Linked DNA regions of Mus musculus: regions 2 and 3 are each linked to region 1. Evidence: chromatin contacts called from public promoter capture Hi-C data. All regions are on one chromosome and are shown on one strand. The core of a region is the stretch at or near the end of the contact, and the rest is flanking DNA. Distances in the headings are between cores, read along the strand shown. Region 1 holds the start of Tmcc2 (transmembrane and coiled-coil domains 2). Region 2 holds the start of Nfasc (neurofascin). Region 3 has its middle 8.0 kb from the start of 4833413N01Rik.

Region 1 (4,662 bases), core at 708-3,207:
GCGGTTAACATATTGTAGTCAAGTGCAGTGCTATCGCTCTATCTGCCCCTGTTCAAAATGAATGTCATCAAAAAAGATGACACAGGAGGGTACAGACAAGGAGCCTTGGGCAGCTTTATAGACACAGAAACTACAGCCCCCTTAGCACAGCCAGCAGAGGGAGGTCGAAAGGTCACCCCCTGTTCCTCTCGGCAGCATTAAAGGGACTTACCATCTCAGTTAAAACAAAAAACATGTCACTTGGGGGAGGGAGTGACACTTCTTGGAGCCTGAGGGAATCACAAGCTTTGTGAAGAAAGCCTAGGTGTTCAACTAGTCCATCATTACACATAAGGTGGGTGGAAAGAGGTCAGGTTTGCAAAACTTCCACAAAAATTTAAAAGTCCCACAAGGAGTGAGTGGGCTCTCTTCCCCAAGGGACAACACACACACACACACACACACACACACACATAAAGCACACATGCACTCACCTGGCTTCCTGACTTTGAGCTGCTCAGACCAAAGAAGGAATGTCATTAGCTTATTCTAGTGAGCTCCTCCGGGGCCCACAGCCATTTGGACAAGGCTTTAACCTAACGGGAGGCCTTTCTGCTCCCCTATCCCAGACCCTGCACCCTTTCCGGAGAAAATTTCCAAGGCATCAATCCCCAAGGCATTTAAGTTCCTTCCGGGAGCTGACATCTCTCTCAGCCCAGTTGTGAGCTGGCCTAAGGAGCCTGAGCTGGCAGTCCCGATGGTAACTCCAGCAAAGGCGCATTATTTATCCTGGCTGCTGCTGTAATTGATACAGAGATGTATTCAATACAGCTCGCCAATAGTCTGGAAGACCTCGGGCTGGAAAATAAACAGCTCCATGTGAACGGTCCTTTCCAATTCTGGTTCTAGCTGCCGGCTCAGCATGTGTGCAACTTGAACCGAGGCCCCAATCAGCCCAGGCTCTGCCCTGCCACCTGTCAGTTCTCCACCCTGGGGGTTGGTTCAGGAGGCAGAGAGGGATCTCCAAGCACTAGCTTAACCTCTGGCTCCACCTAACGGCAAGACATCTACACCCCCCTTTCATAGATGGACAAACTGAGCTTCGTTCAGGAAGATGCTCAAAAAAAAAAAAAAAAAAAAAAATCCGCACTCGGAGGAGGCTAATTGGCATAGGAAGGTAACGGTCACCTATTTAGCTTCCCAAGCTACAATCTTCTTCTCTAGCCTTCCTACAGAAGGGAGAGTACTGTGAACTTTCTAAGTTAGCATCTTAGATCTCGCCAGCCCTTTGTCTGCAAAATAGGGTTTCACACACGTTCTTCAAACAATCTCAGATGAGTGAGTCATTAGAACGTTTGCTGAATAATGAAGAACACAGAGGACTGAGATGGAGCTGATAGACAGGAACAAATGGTGCCTAGCTTCCCCCTCCGAACCTAGCCGAACATCATTCATCCTCTCTGACCTTTGCGAGCTTCCCCATCACTTTTATTCGGTTAAGACACTTCTGCGAGGGGTGGGGGAAGCTACGTGGCGGGCTGGGCTTGCCTGGAGACGGTCTGCGCTCACCTTTAAATCAGGAGGCTTGCTTCGGGGACCCGGGTTGGGTGCCACCGCAGCGCCAGCATCTGAAGTTGGCCCGCCAGCGGAGTTAGCACTCGAGGCCTCCCCATGCCGGAGGTCCGCGCCTGGCAGAAGGCAAGCAGCGTCTTCCATCCCAGCCCCATCCTCCTCGCCCTGCTGTTGCTGCAGCTCGTCCGATTTGCACCTCTTCATGGTGTAAGTGGGTCGGCAAGGGGAATCTGTCCTTCTAGCGTGCTATCTTGGGGAGAGACCGCACCCCCCTCTTGCACTCAAAAGACCTGGGGTTTAAATTATGGACGAGGGGAGTAGGCAGATCACGAGTTCTTGAATTTAAGAAATTATCTTTTTAAAGGAGGATGAGGGAGGGGCGAAGAGGGGGAGCCTTAGGATAGTTCATTCCGACCTGGGGAGCGGAGGCAGGTCGCGGGCGAAGCCGGGCTGCAGCGGTCCTTAGGCAGTCACTGGCGCGGGAGGGGGGCCGCTCCCGACCCCCAAACTTTCTGCCTCAGGGCCCCGCAGGGCGGCGGGGAGCTGGACCACACCGCGCATCCCCGCCCGCAGGCCGGACTGCTGGGCCAGGCAGGGCACGCGGGAGCCGGCCGGGCGGGTCCCATAGGGCCGCCCTGGGCACCCGGCCCCGCCGCCGCCCGCCGCCCGCCGCCGCCCCGCATGGGCCTGCCTCCTCCCGCCCCGCGCCCCGCTCCTCGTCAGCAGCCGCGCAAGGCTGCGGCCACAGCCCGCCGCGAGCGCGGCCTACCCCGCCCGGGCCTCCGCCCGCCAGCGCCAGGGCGAGGCGAGCGCAGATGGCGCCGCCCGCCAATGGGAAGGCCGGAGGGCTGCGCAACGGCGCGCGGACACCGCTGTAGGCTTGGTTGCACCGCGCGTCCCCCGGGAGGGTCTGGAGGGCTGAGGCTGTGTTGGAGCTCAGCTCTGTGCCGGCTTTGGAGCCACCTCTCCCAGGCTAGGCCTTCACGATCACCCCGCCCATTCGCTTTGTTGGGGGACACATTAAGTGTTTATCATCACTCCCCTAACTCTGCACCTTATATTATATGCATCCCTTCAGTTAGAGACAAGCTAGTCCCTTCTAGAATAGGTGGTTTGGGTCGCAAACCCATGCCTACCTTCATAGCTACAAAAGCAAAGGAGAGGGACTGTTCTGCTACATCCCCTCTTTCTCTGTTTTAAATACACATCTCATAAGAACGCAGGCTTTATGTTTAGAAACTCAGTGCCCAAATACATGCTCACCAGAAGCAGCTTTTTAAAAGGAATGGGTATTAATGGTAGGTATTAATGATATGTACTGAAGACTGGAAAAAGAATGTTACATTTGCCCCATACTATTGCTAAGCAGTTTGGAAGATGAGAGCAGATGGAGCTACCAAAAAATGGAGAGTAGTAGTATTCTACTCTATTAATTCCTATTCGTTCTGCAAACTGTATGCCTTCTTTGGCATGGATGGGTTGCCCTTATTCAGCATCCAGTAGTTCTTAAGGCATAGACTGGACCCTGCATCATCACCATCGTAGTCATCATCATCATCACCACCACCAGGGAACCAGACAGAAATACGAATTCCTGGATACAACTAAATCAGAAGTCATGGACCCAAAGATCCATGTTTCACAAGCCCGTCGGGTAATTCTCACACAAGGTAACATCTGAGAAACACAGGCCTGGGCTACTGTAAAAGGCTGCGCCTCCCCCTGTGAGTCACAGAGCTTTCTCTGAAGGATTTTACAGTTTGCCAGTCTCTTTCACACTCACCAAACCCTTCTTGCCTCACTTCGGTCCCACTAGTCTGTGAGTTTCCTAACTCTGTTAAGCCTTTCCCCCATTCCAGTCCCTTATTTTGATGTGTATCCTAAAAGAGACCAAGTTGTTAAGAATTTACTCTATTCAGGGAGCCACTTTCTAAACTAAGCTGCTCTGTTTTTAGAAGATGGGAATTTAGAATGGGCTGGGAATGCAAAAACACTCTACCTCCCCACCCCATATCCACTACACGGTATCAGGCACAGTTTGGGAATGCAAAGCTATAAGCCTTTTGGATTTTCAATGTTGAGGAATGGCAGAGTGCCAGAGCCAGAGCAGATCGTGGGCAGGGACTAGACAAGCTGGGGGGGGGGCGTGGAGAGCAGATTCCCTCGGTACATGGTACAAAGGAGAGAAACACACTGCTCTCTGCCTGGGCTGAGAGAGGAACGTGTAGAGGCCCCTAAAGCATGAGCAAGTCTTGGGTGGCAATGGGTTTGGAACACACAGTGGGCCCTTCTTGACTCCAAGCTAAAGAAGAGCAGAAGGGGTTCTTCGAGAATCCTTCAAGAATGGGGCTGGAGATATGGCTCAGCAGTTAAGAGCACTGGGCTCTCCTCCAGAGGTCCTGGGTTCGAAATAGCAGTGCCCAAATAGCAGCTAACAACTTCCGTCCCAGGGAACCTAACATTTTCTCTGACCACTTCTTCCAGGCTGCCTGAGCATTAAACATCAGGCACACACGTGGTGCATAGTCATACATGTGGGCAAAGCACTTGTACATATGAAAATACAGTAAATAAATTCATAACAGAAAATTAAATAACCCCTAGGAAGCAGAAAACATCATAATTTTTACTTATGCTTCATTTCTATAACAAATCGATGATCATCCAAGTTTGATTTTGAGGCAGTGCTTCACTATGAATAGCTCAGGGTAGCCTCTAAATTGTAATCTCCCTGAATCAGCCTCTGAGGGTTGAAATTAGAAGCATCTGGCTTAGGTTTGATTTTTAAAATAGTATTATGTATTTATTATGTCTGTGTTAGCCAGGGTTCTCAAGAGTCATAGAACTTGTGGAATGTTCTTAAGGGAATGTAGTGGAATGACTTACAGTCTACAATCCAACTAACCCAACAATGGTCAGCGGTGAATAGGAAGTCCAAGAATCTGGTAGTTGCTCAGTCCCAGGAGGATGGTTGCTTCAGCTTGTCTTCTGTATAAGCTGGAATCCTGAAGAAGTAGGCTCCAGCAGATGTGCTGGCAAGTAAGTGCAAGCAGATGATGAAGAGTGAGTCTTCTGTCTTCCAACCTTATGGAGCCTTCAGGAGGAGGAATG
Region 2 (4,662 bases), core at 1,054-3,553, 350 kb after region 1:
AGCCGATGTAGCCAGTCTCCCAACACCGTGTCCCCTGAACAGACACAGTCTGGAGGCCATCCGGAATTACCACAGCCCACGTTTCAGTCAGCTGTGTTCAGCCCCTCAGTATTCCAAAGCAAGAACCTCTGGGGAAACTGCCGGGGCCAGACTGCAGTTTGTATCTTACCTCCTCTAAAGCCTAGGGTTTTAGAGGAGTCTTTGAGACAGGGGATTGGGAAGCCAGCCCTATTTTACAAAGGCATATACAATTTCTTGGGTTTTGTCTCTTTTCTTAGTAATACCATATTCTCTCTCTCTCTCTCTCTCTCTCTCTCTCTCTCTCTCACACACACACACACACACACACACACACACACACACACACACACACACACACACACACTCCTTCGGCCTAATCCAAAGAGTAAGGGTAGAAAATTGTCTCTCTCTGAAGAACCAGCTTAGTCAAGGCAAAAGGTGAAATGTACTGGACAGGAAGGTGATCCCTCCTCTCTCTCATTTGCCTCCTGCATGCAGTTCCACCGATCCAGCATCCTTGGTCACAGGGAGGACTGAGTTCTGCCTCCTTTCCTCTGGCTGCCCCCACAGCCTCTCCAGGGTCTTCCTTGCTCCACACCCTCTCCCTGGGCAGCTTCTACTTAGGCTTAAGTTCTATGGGATCTGAACCTGCTGGTCTCTGGCCCTATTCAAACCACACATCTCCTGTGCACCCTGGTCTCAAAGGCTATGGCCTGCCCTTGCCTTACTGAAGATTGGATCTGGGCCCAGCAGGGCTCACCTCAGTTCCAAGGTTAGAGGAGGCACATCAGGGCCCTCCTATCAGAGAAAGAGACAGGCAAGAAGAGGAATATTGTCACCCTCTCCTCTGGAGCTAGAGGAGGCATCTTTGTCCAGAACCACACACACACTCATACACAAAACACACATACATGTTCATACACAACATACACATTCATACACAACACACATACACACAGCATGCATAACTCAGCCAGTAAGCCAAGGGAGGAATGAAAAGTAGACCCTGGCTCAGTGAGTGAGGTGGGCTGTTGTGGGACCACAGCCTCCGTGATTCAGCACTCTGACCACTCCCAGCCATGTCGTGGGTCACACTCAGGACCATTCCTGATGCCAGAATGCTGGCTTGGAAGCTGAGGAAAAGTCTTTGCTAAGACCCCAACTCTTAGGCCCTCCAGCAAGGTTTCTCTGCCAGGCTTTTGCAGCCCAGGACTCAGGACAAGTCTCAGGAGCTTGAGGGCCATTCCCTTAGACCTGCCTCTTCTCCCAGCCTCAAGCCCTTTCTGATCCCATCTAGGAAGCAAACCTGAATAGTTCCAGGAGAGGAGAGGACCACACAGAGGCCTACAAACCCAAGTATCTCTCTTCCAAAGCTATGAACAGGCTCAAACATGCAGCAAAGGGCTTTAGAGAGGTTGAATTCACAGCAGTGAACACCTGGCCCACTGAGCCCTAGGCCTCTGTGGCAGAGTAGGACGATACAAGGGTGGGTAGACTGAGTCCAAGCCCAGTCAGCACCGGACCTACATCACCACGAAGGGCAGGCAGAGAAGGTGATGGGTAGTAGGCCGGCTAGGAACCAAGGAGAGTAGGGGAGATGTTCCAGAGGGAGTGTGCAGGATGAGGAAACAAGGAAGCCACTGTGAAGGGGTTGGGACTGGGTGTGAAGATGGGGACCGGGGAGGATAAACTGGAAGGGAGCAACCGAAGGCCAGCACTACACAGGGCCGCGGGAGGGAGGGCAAGCAGAGGGGCCACGGGTGAGGCAGGAAAACATAAGTGGAATGGGGAACTGAAAAGTGAGGTGTACAGAGAGAAAACACAGGGGCTGGCTGGTCTCCAATGGTGAGGCTGAGACAGCGAGGAAAGAGAGAGAGAGCGAGGGAGAGGGATGGAATATGGGATGTTGCCAGCCGAGTCCGAAAGGGTATTAGGGTGGAGAGGGCTGAAAGCTGGAGGGAGACACTGCCAGAATCTGGTGGGTTCCGGGCAGGTGGCAGTGTAGAGAAAAAAAAGCACAGGGATGTGGATGGAGGGGGATGGGACAGGTCGGGGGATGCAGATGGACTGAGGAGAGCGGAATCAAAGGGGGTGCCGCTGGTTGGGCTTCCGAGACCGGGTTCTGTTACCCTACCGGGTACCCGCGCTCACCTTACCTCGAGGAGCTCGGGCTCCAGCCCCGGGCGCAGTCCCAGATGTCCGCTCCCGGCGCCGCCACTTCCCTCGCGTCCCCTGCAGCACCTCTCGCTGCCAGCCGCCGCATTAGGGCAGAGACTAGCCCGTGCGCGCCCCCGGGCGGCCAGCGCGTCCCCGGCGGCCTGCGTGCGCGCCCCCGAACCCCTCCCTGCGTACGAGAAGCTGGGACCAGGACCCAGCAGCTCCGACGGATGCTCAGGTGCCACAGTCCGCCCCACGCGCTAAGGATCAAGTTGCAGAACCAGAGTCTGGGAACCCTGTTTTCTCCCTTGATCTTGGATACTCCTTCAGAAGAGTGGCACTCCGTGTTGTCGTAGGACCTGGAGCCAGAACTGTTGCGGTCTGTCCTGCAAATAACCCCTTTATGAGTTCTTAGGGGCAGGAATTTGTCCACAGCTTTGGAGAGCATAGCTCCCTCCAAAAACTTCCACTGAGTTGTTCATCCGAAGCTGACAAGGGGCAAAAAACAAACAAACAAACAAACAAAAGAAAAAGCATGAGGACATTACAGGTGGGTCTTGTTTTAAAACTGTAAGAATTGTTCTGCCCGGGGGAGACTCGGGGCACTGTCCCAGACTTGAGTTAGAGTGGAAAAACCTTGAACTTGGAGACCACATATCCAAATGTTAGCCCTGCCTCGGTGACTGAGCAGGTCTGAGCATGCAAAGTGGGCTGCGTCTTAGCTGAGATCCCGCCCCCTTGGTAGACCTCAGCTAATGTGCACAGGTGGAGACCTGTACCCCCTCCCACCTTGAATGAGCCCTTAGAAGCTTCTAATTCAGCTCCCTGCCTAAAACTACAGCCCCGTAGGCACCACCACTCTGAGACTCACTCTGAGACTCCTTCTGTGATCACACCCAGGTATCACCTCTACTTAGACCTGAACCCACCTGCCAGTCTCAGCATCCCCCCCAACCCACCTCTGCCTGTGGGCTCAGGAAAAGAGACGCTGCAGATCACCCCCCTGCCCCACACATAGCCTGTGCTCAGTAAAGGCTCATCCACTCACTGACAAAATGGCCTCTCTTCAGCTAGGGGCTTCCAACCCAACAGCTGCAGATGGGAGGCAAAGAGGAGGCAGGGAGGGAGGCCAGTTTTGAAAGCCTTGAAGCAAGATTGTCAGAATCCTGGGCGATTTTTTTCAAGGTTACTACATATACAAAGCAGCAAGTCACTTAAAACCAATACTTCAGCATCACCCTGGTATTAGTCCTGAGAATGAGACTTCACCCTACCAGAACCAGATGACACTAAGGAGCCAGTCAACCCAACCAGAGGGATAGGGTCCCTGGACCCTGGTAGGTCCCAAACACCTGACAGACTCTTAGAAGACTTGGGGAAGGCACTTGAAAGCACTCAGGTCTGTGTGGAGGGCAGAGTTCCCTCACCCCCCTTTACTAAAAGCATCCAGTGGTGGCCTGGTCCCTGGAATAAAGAATTCTCCTATCCTAAGAGGCCAGCTCCCTGCATCCTGTTGTGTGGATCCCTAGAGCAGCAAGAGGCAGCTATTTTCTGGTGATGCGTGGTGACTATTGTGTCCACTCTAGAGGCACCTGCTGAGCTCCACATGTCATCCTCACTGTATCAGACCTGAAAAAGTAAACAATTGCTTACACTTTTATTGTTTTTGTAAAGATTCATTGATTTTATTTTATGTGTACGGGTATTTTAACTGCCTGTGCTGTGCACCAGGTGAATGCAGTACCCAAGGAAACCAAAACAGTGTCTCTCTCTTGCTAAACAAGCAATCCTCTTCCACAGTCTTCCAAGGAGGAATAGGGACACAGGTGGATTTGTCCGTAATTGATGGAGAATTAACTTGGGAGAGCGATTTGGCAGGATCACTGAGACTCTAAATGTCCCTGCCACCGGTTCCATTCTTAAGAATGTGATTGAAGAGATGGCTCAGAAGTTAAAAGTACTTCCTGCTCTTGCAGAGGACCAGAGTTCAGCTCCCAGCACCTCTGTCGGGAGTCTCACAATCAACCCCAAGGCATCTGACACCTCTGGCATCTGTGGGTACTTGTGAGTGCGCGCACACACACACACACACACACACACAAACACACACACACACACATTGCACTCACATACACACAAACACACACAAAAATACACATATACACACAAATGTACACACAACACACTCAAACACACACATATATACTCATACACACACAAACACACACGTGCACACAGTCATACCACACAGAAACACACACACACACAAACATGTACACATACACACACATATACATACTCACATACACATACTCATACCACACACACACTCACATCACATACACACACACACATACATACACTCACACACATACATACACATAATTTAAAACAATATAAATAAATGTTTAGAAAGAGAATCCGGCCTACAGAAACATGGGCACGAGCTATGGAGGGTTTGTAGATGCTGACACACTGAGCATA
Region 3 (4,662 bases), core at 992-3,491, 310 kb before region 1:
GTTTATCTTCTCGAACACAGGATTCTGCTCTATTTCACTTCCTGGTGCACTTTATTACGTGAACCATACATTTTGTACTTTTTGTTCTTATGCTTGCTATGCTTGATTAAAATGTTCTTCGTAAGTCTGTACCACAGGATAAAGTCTAAACTAGGCTTTTTAAAGAATTCCCTTTTCAGTACAATTAATCTGAATCTTTTTACTTTAGCCTCAGGTAGACTTTTCAAACAAGGGCAAAAAGCAGCCACATTCTTCACCAAAATATCCCACAAACAGTTTTTAGGTCACATACTAAGATTCTTCTCCTTAGAAACCTCTTGAGCCAGGCCCCCACAGTTGAAATCACCCTCAGCACCAATGTCTTCCACTGTCCTACTAGGATGGCCCATTAAGCCCTACTTAAAGCATTCTACTGTTTTCCAAATCCAAAGTCCCCAAATCCACATTCTTCCAAACAAAAACATGGTTAGGCCTATCACACCAATACCCTAGTTAATACCTGGTACCAACTTCTGTCTTAGTGTTTCCATTGCTGTGAAGAAACACCGTGACTAAGGCAACTCTTATAAAAGATAACATTTAATTGGGGCTGGCTCTCAGAGGTTCAGTCCATTATCAGCATGGCAAGAAGCATGGCAGTGTGCGAGCAGACATGGTGCTGGAGGAGCCAAGAGTTCTAACTCTTCATCAAAGGGAAACCAGGAACAGACTGTCTTATAGGCAGTTAGGAGGAGTGTCTCAAAGCTCATCCCTACAACAAGGCCACCCCTACTCCAACAAGGCCACACTTCCTAATAATGCCACTCCTTGGGCTAAGCATATTCAAACCACCATAGTCCTAATTCCAATTTTTGGATACAGAAGAGCTGAGACCCCCTACCTCAGCACAGTGCTGCCTTGGTGCCTGCCTATGTTCCCTCCATTCCCTCACTGCCCTTCCATGTGATGACCAGCTGCCTTGTCCATATCAGAGTAAGGATGGGCCCCACATTCACTATTGAGGATTTAATGAGTGAGCTCCATTTGTCTATGGCCTGGGAGTCTCAGAACTTAGCTACAATCTCTTGGTGAGACCCAGTGTTGGAGTTTTGAAAGTCCCTGGTGATACAGGGAGGCAGGGAACCTTCTAACCTGGTAATAGTAGGAATGAAAATGGAGGCTTGACATGGGGGTTCAATGCTCAGCAGGCTGAGGCAGGAGGATCACTGCAAGTTTTAGGCCTAGTGAGTTCTAGGCTAGCCTAGGCTACAGAGTGTGACCCTATCACACTTTTCTTTCTTTTCTGAGTGTGTGAGAGGCTTGAGTACAGGTCTGTCAGAGAGGCCTCTATCTGCTCCATATCAGCAGAAGAGACAGGACCCAGTGTCGGGTTGCTGGGATGGTCTGGAGTCCTGTGCATTTTCTAGTAATAATGAGAATGACATCTTAAGACATTTCTGTCTTTATATTTTAAGGTTTTCTTGTGTAAGACACAGCCCAGTGTCCAATGCCTAATGACGTCATACTGTTTCTGGAAGGCTTTAGTCCTTGAGATAAGAGAAGAAGTTTCATATATTGTGGCCAGGAGAGGTGAGGGACATATCTTCCTATCAGAGAATATGAATTAAGGGCTCAGAGGTCCCCGTGATGGTTAATGTTGGTTGTCAACCCTACACATCTGGAAAGTGAGAAATTGCTTCCATCAGATTGGCCTGAGGGCATGTCTGGAGGACACTTTCTTCATTACTAATGAATGGCTGTATGAGGACCCAGCGCACTGTGGGTGTGCCATACCTAGACAGGTGGGGCTGTACTGTCTAGGCAAGCTGAGCAAGCCAAAGGAAGCAAGCCAGTAAACAGCACTCCTTCATGGTCTCTACTTCAGTTCTTGCCTCAGTTTCCCTAGCCTTGTCTTAAAAGGCAAAAGGAAAGCACCTCTGTCCTCTATCTACCTCTACACACACACACACACACACACACACACACACACACACACACACACACACACACACACTAACACATGCAAACACATACACCATGCACACACAAATCAACCAAACTTACAGGAAGCAAAATTATTTAGTGAACAGGAACTAATGGTTCTCAGAGTAGCAGACACAAGGAGCAATTGGGCACTGTTTGGCACAGAGCTTCCGTGGGATTCATTGTGGTTATGTGCACATTGTGTTTCTCCTCAGTTTTAACCTTTGCCTGCCTGAGGTGTTCAGCCAGTCGTAACAGGTGGAAGTTAAAAGGAGCAGACAGACCTTCTCTGTTTTGTCAATGAAATTAGACATGGGCCAAGGGATTTAATGAGCTGTAGGCCAGCCAGTGACTCAGTGCCTTGTTTAATTCTCATTTCCTTCAGGGACCTCAGTTATGGCTTTTAATGCCACCGTACAGTTAGTGAAGTTAGCCCAGGGATAGAGGAAGTTGATTGTCTCTGGGGCTCTAGTGCCCTCGGGTGGGGCAGTTTGCTCTTATCTTGGAGTTAGCTTGTATTTGTAAGAGCCTGTGGGCTCCTTGTTTTATTGCTTCACTGGTATTTATATAAAAACAACAACTTTAAAAGAGGCCAGACATTTAATCCTAGAATAAGGAGAGGTATTATAAACTATACTGCGGAGGATAGGCACATATCCAGTTTGACAGGAAACTGGATGACGCTGTCTTTCTTTGTGTGACTGTCTGGCTATTGAACTGTATAGGCATTGTGCTGGAGCCTTATTATTATGGCGCCCAGGACCTGGCATCTGGCCTTGACTTGGGACACCTAGAGATCTTCACAATGCTGACTGGCTTTAAGGAAAAACAATGTATAAGGTTTGAGAAGATGCCAGATGGTCTTCAGTTTAAAAATAACAATGTTTGGGGTCTAGAACACTTACATTGACATTTATATCCTATGGGTAGACCTCCATAAGAAGCCAAATCTCTGCTCACAGATCTGTGTTATTGAATGTTCAACATAGCAGCCTCATGGCAACGTGATAGCACGTTCTGTGGGGAGCCATTCTGGAGGAGCCGGGAATGCTGGATCAAGGCTTCTCCTGGCTGCAGGTTAAGTCACAGCTGTGGCAGAAAGCTGCGGGAACTTGTCAGTTGTTCCTTCCTTTCTGAATAGATCCTTTGACAGCTGGCGTGGCCTTTAGAGCTCTCTCAGAGACACTATGGCTCCTCTTCTGTGTATGACACCAGCATTTTCCCTGAGAGTGTTCAAGACTGAGTAAGTGGCCCTAAGTCACCCTTTTCCTTTCTACTGTGACGGTCAGTGGAGGCTCCTTGGGAGTTACTTTTGAGACTTTGTGAGGCTCCTTCGCAAGGGCTGAGGTCCTGTGCCTCTCAGCTTTCCAAGGCTGCAACCCTTTAATACAGTTCCTCATGTTGTGGTGACCCCCAACCATAAGATTATTTCATTGCTACTTCACAACTGTAATCTTGCTACTGTTATGAATCATAATGTAAATATCTGATATGCAGGGTATCTGATATAGAACCCACCAAAGGGGTGGAAACCCACAGGCTAGAATCCCTGGTAGAAGACACTGCTAGGGTTATAGACCTAAGCCTCTGACCCTGTCATGAGACCTGCTTGTGGATCTCACATCATTGAGGCAAGTCCCTTATTAAATGTGTTCAGTGAATTATACTTCTTGGGATTTATGTCTAACTCGAGTGTCCCCAGGACAGAGCTGTGTGAGGCCTGAAGTTCTAAGGATGCTACTGTAATGCGTCGTTTCAATGGAAAGAGAGGCCCATTGGTCAGGCAAACTTTATATGCCCCAGTACAGGGGCACGCCAGGGCCAAAAAATGGGAATGGGTGGGGAGGGGAGGGGGGGGGACTTTTGGGATAGCATTGGAAATGTAATTGAGGAAAATACGTAATAAAAAAATTCATTAATTCTAAAAAAAAAGAAAATAAAAGAAAGTGCATGGAAAGATATCTATTGGGCATTGGGAGCAGAGAAGTCTGTGATTCTCTGAGCAACCAGTTAGTGTGTTATTTAACTCAAGCTATTTTCCAAGCTTGTAGGAACTGTGCGTGGTTACTTTATTACTAGCAGAGAAGTTTAGGATTTATGTGTTGTCTATCAATTTAGTCCTCTTTATTTTCTGTCCTTCTCCACCCTCCATTGTAGTGGTAGGTTTGTTTGTTTGTTTGTTTGTTTTGACTTTATAATTCACATGTCACAAACTTCACCTTTTAAAGTATCTAGTATGAATTTTATTATATTTGCAAGGCTTGGCTGACAAATAAGTCCCTGTGCTGACATTACAGGTAAGCATTACAGCATCTGGCTTTCTACATGGGTACTGGGGATTTGAACTCAGGGCCTCATGCTTGAGATGAAATCATTTTATTGACTGAGCCATTTCCCACTCCCTGTTCTGAGAATTTCACATAAATGGGATCAGTTTATCTTGCTCAGCTTATTTTTTTTAAACTTTTGGAAATAGGGCCTCATGTAGCCTAGGTTGGCCTCTAACTCACTAGCCAAGGATGATTTTGAACTCATGATCTGTTGGTTATAGGCATATAACACCACACTTGACCCTTCCTTCCTTCCTTTCTTCCTTCCTTCCTTCCTTCCTTCCTTCCTTCCTTCCTTCCTTCCTTCCTCACTCCCTCCCTCCCTCCCTCCCTCCCTCCCTCCCTCCCTCCCTTCTTCCCTCTCTCCCTT

Evidence for each region. Promoter capture Hi-C pulls out the DNA fragments that hold promoters and counts their contacts.
Region 2: a promoter capture Hi-C map of neural stem cells shows a contact between it and region 1. The contact joins the promoter of Nfasc here to the promoter of Tmcc2 in region 1. A contact is called at or near these places in 2 of 39 promoter capture datasets (embryonic stem cells and neural stem cells) and 1 of 115 datasets of contacts at active chromatin or transcription factors (embryonic forebrain).
Region 3: a contact with region 1 is called in a promoter capture Hi-C map of the HPC-7 cell line, with 2.3 times the contacts expected there. The contact joins the enhancer-like site here to the promoter of Tmcc2 in region 1. A contact is called at or near these places in 6 of 39 promoter capture datasets (the HPC-7 cell line, hippocampal neurons, liver and 2 more) and 1 of 9 other capture datasets (embryonic stem cells).

Annotation. Positions count from the first base shown.
Region 1 is chr1:132,389,429-132,394,090 of GRCm38.p6, forward strand. Tmcc2 (transmembrane and coiled-coil domains 2) reads right to left here and starts at 1,958. Exons shown (of 5, transcript NM_178874.3): 1 at 1,549-1,958. The coding sequence starts at 1,755.
Region 2 is chr1:132,739,494-132,744,155 of GRCm38.p6, forward strand. It overlaps Nfasc (neurofascin), which reads right to left and starts at 2,304. Exons shown (of 30, transcript NM_182716.4): 1 at 2,178-2,304.
Region 3 is chr1:132,083,195-132,087,856 of GRCm38.p6, forward strand. No RefSeq gene overlaps it. Among named protein-coding and RNA genes, the nearest start is that of 4833413N01Rik, 8.0 kb to the left of the region's middle. Within about 2 kb of position 2,242, at least 33 of the 459 cell types and tissues checked have an H3K27ac peak or open chromatin away from gene starts, as enhancers often do. A contact at or near this core is called in the HPC-7 cell line and pre-B cells, where this site is marked.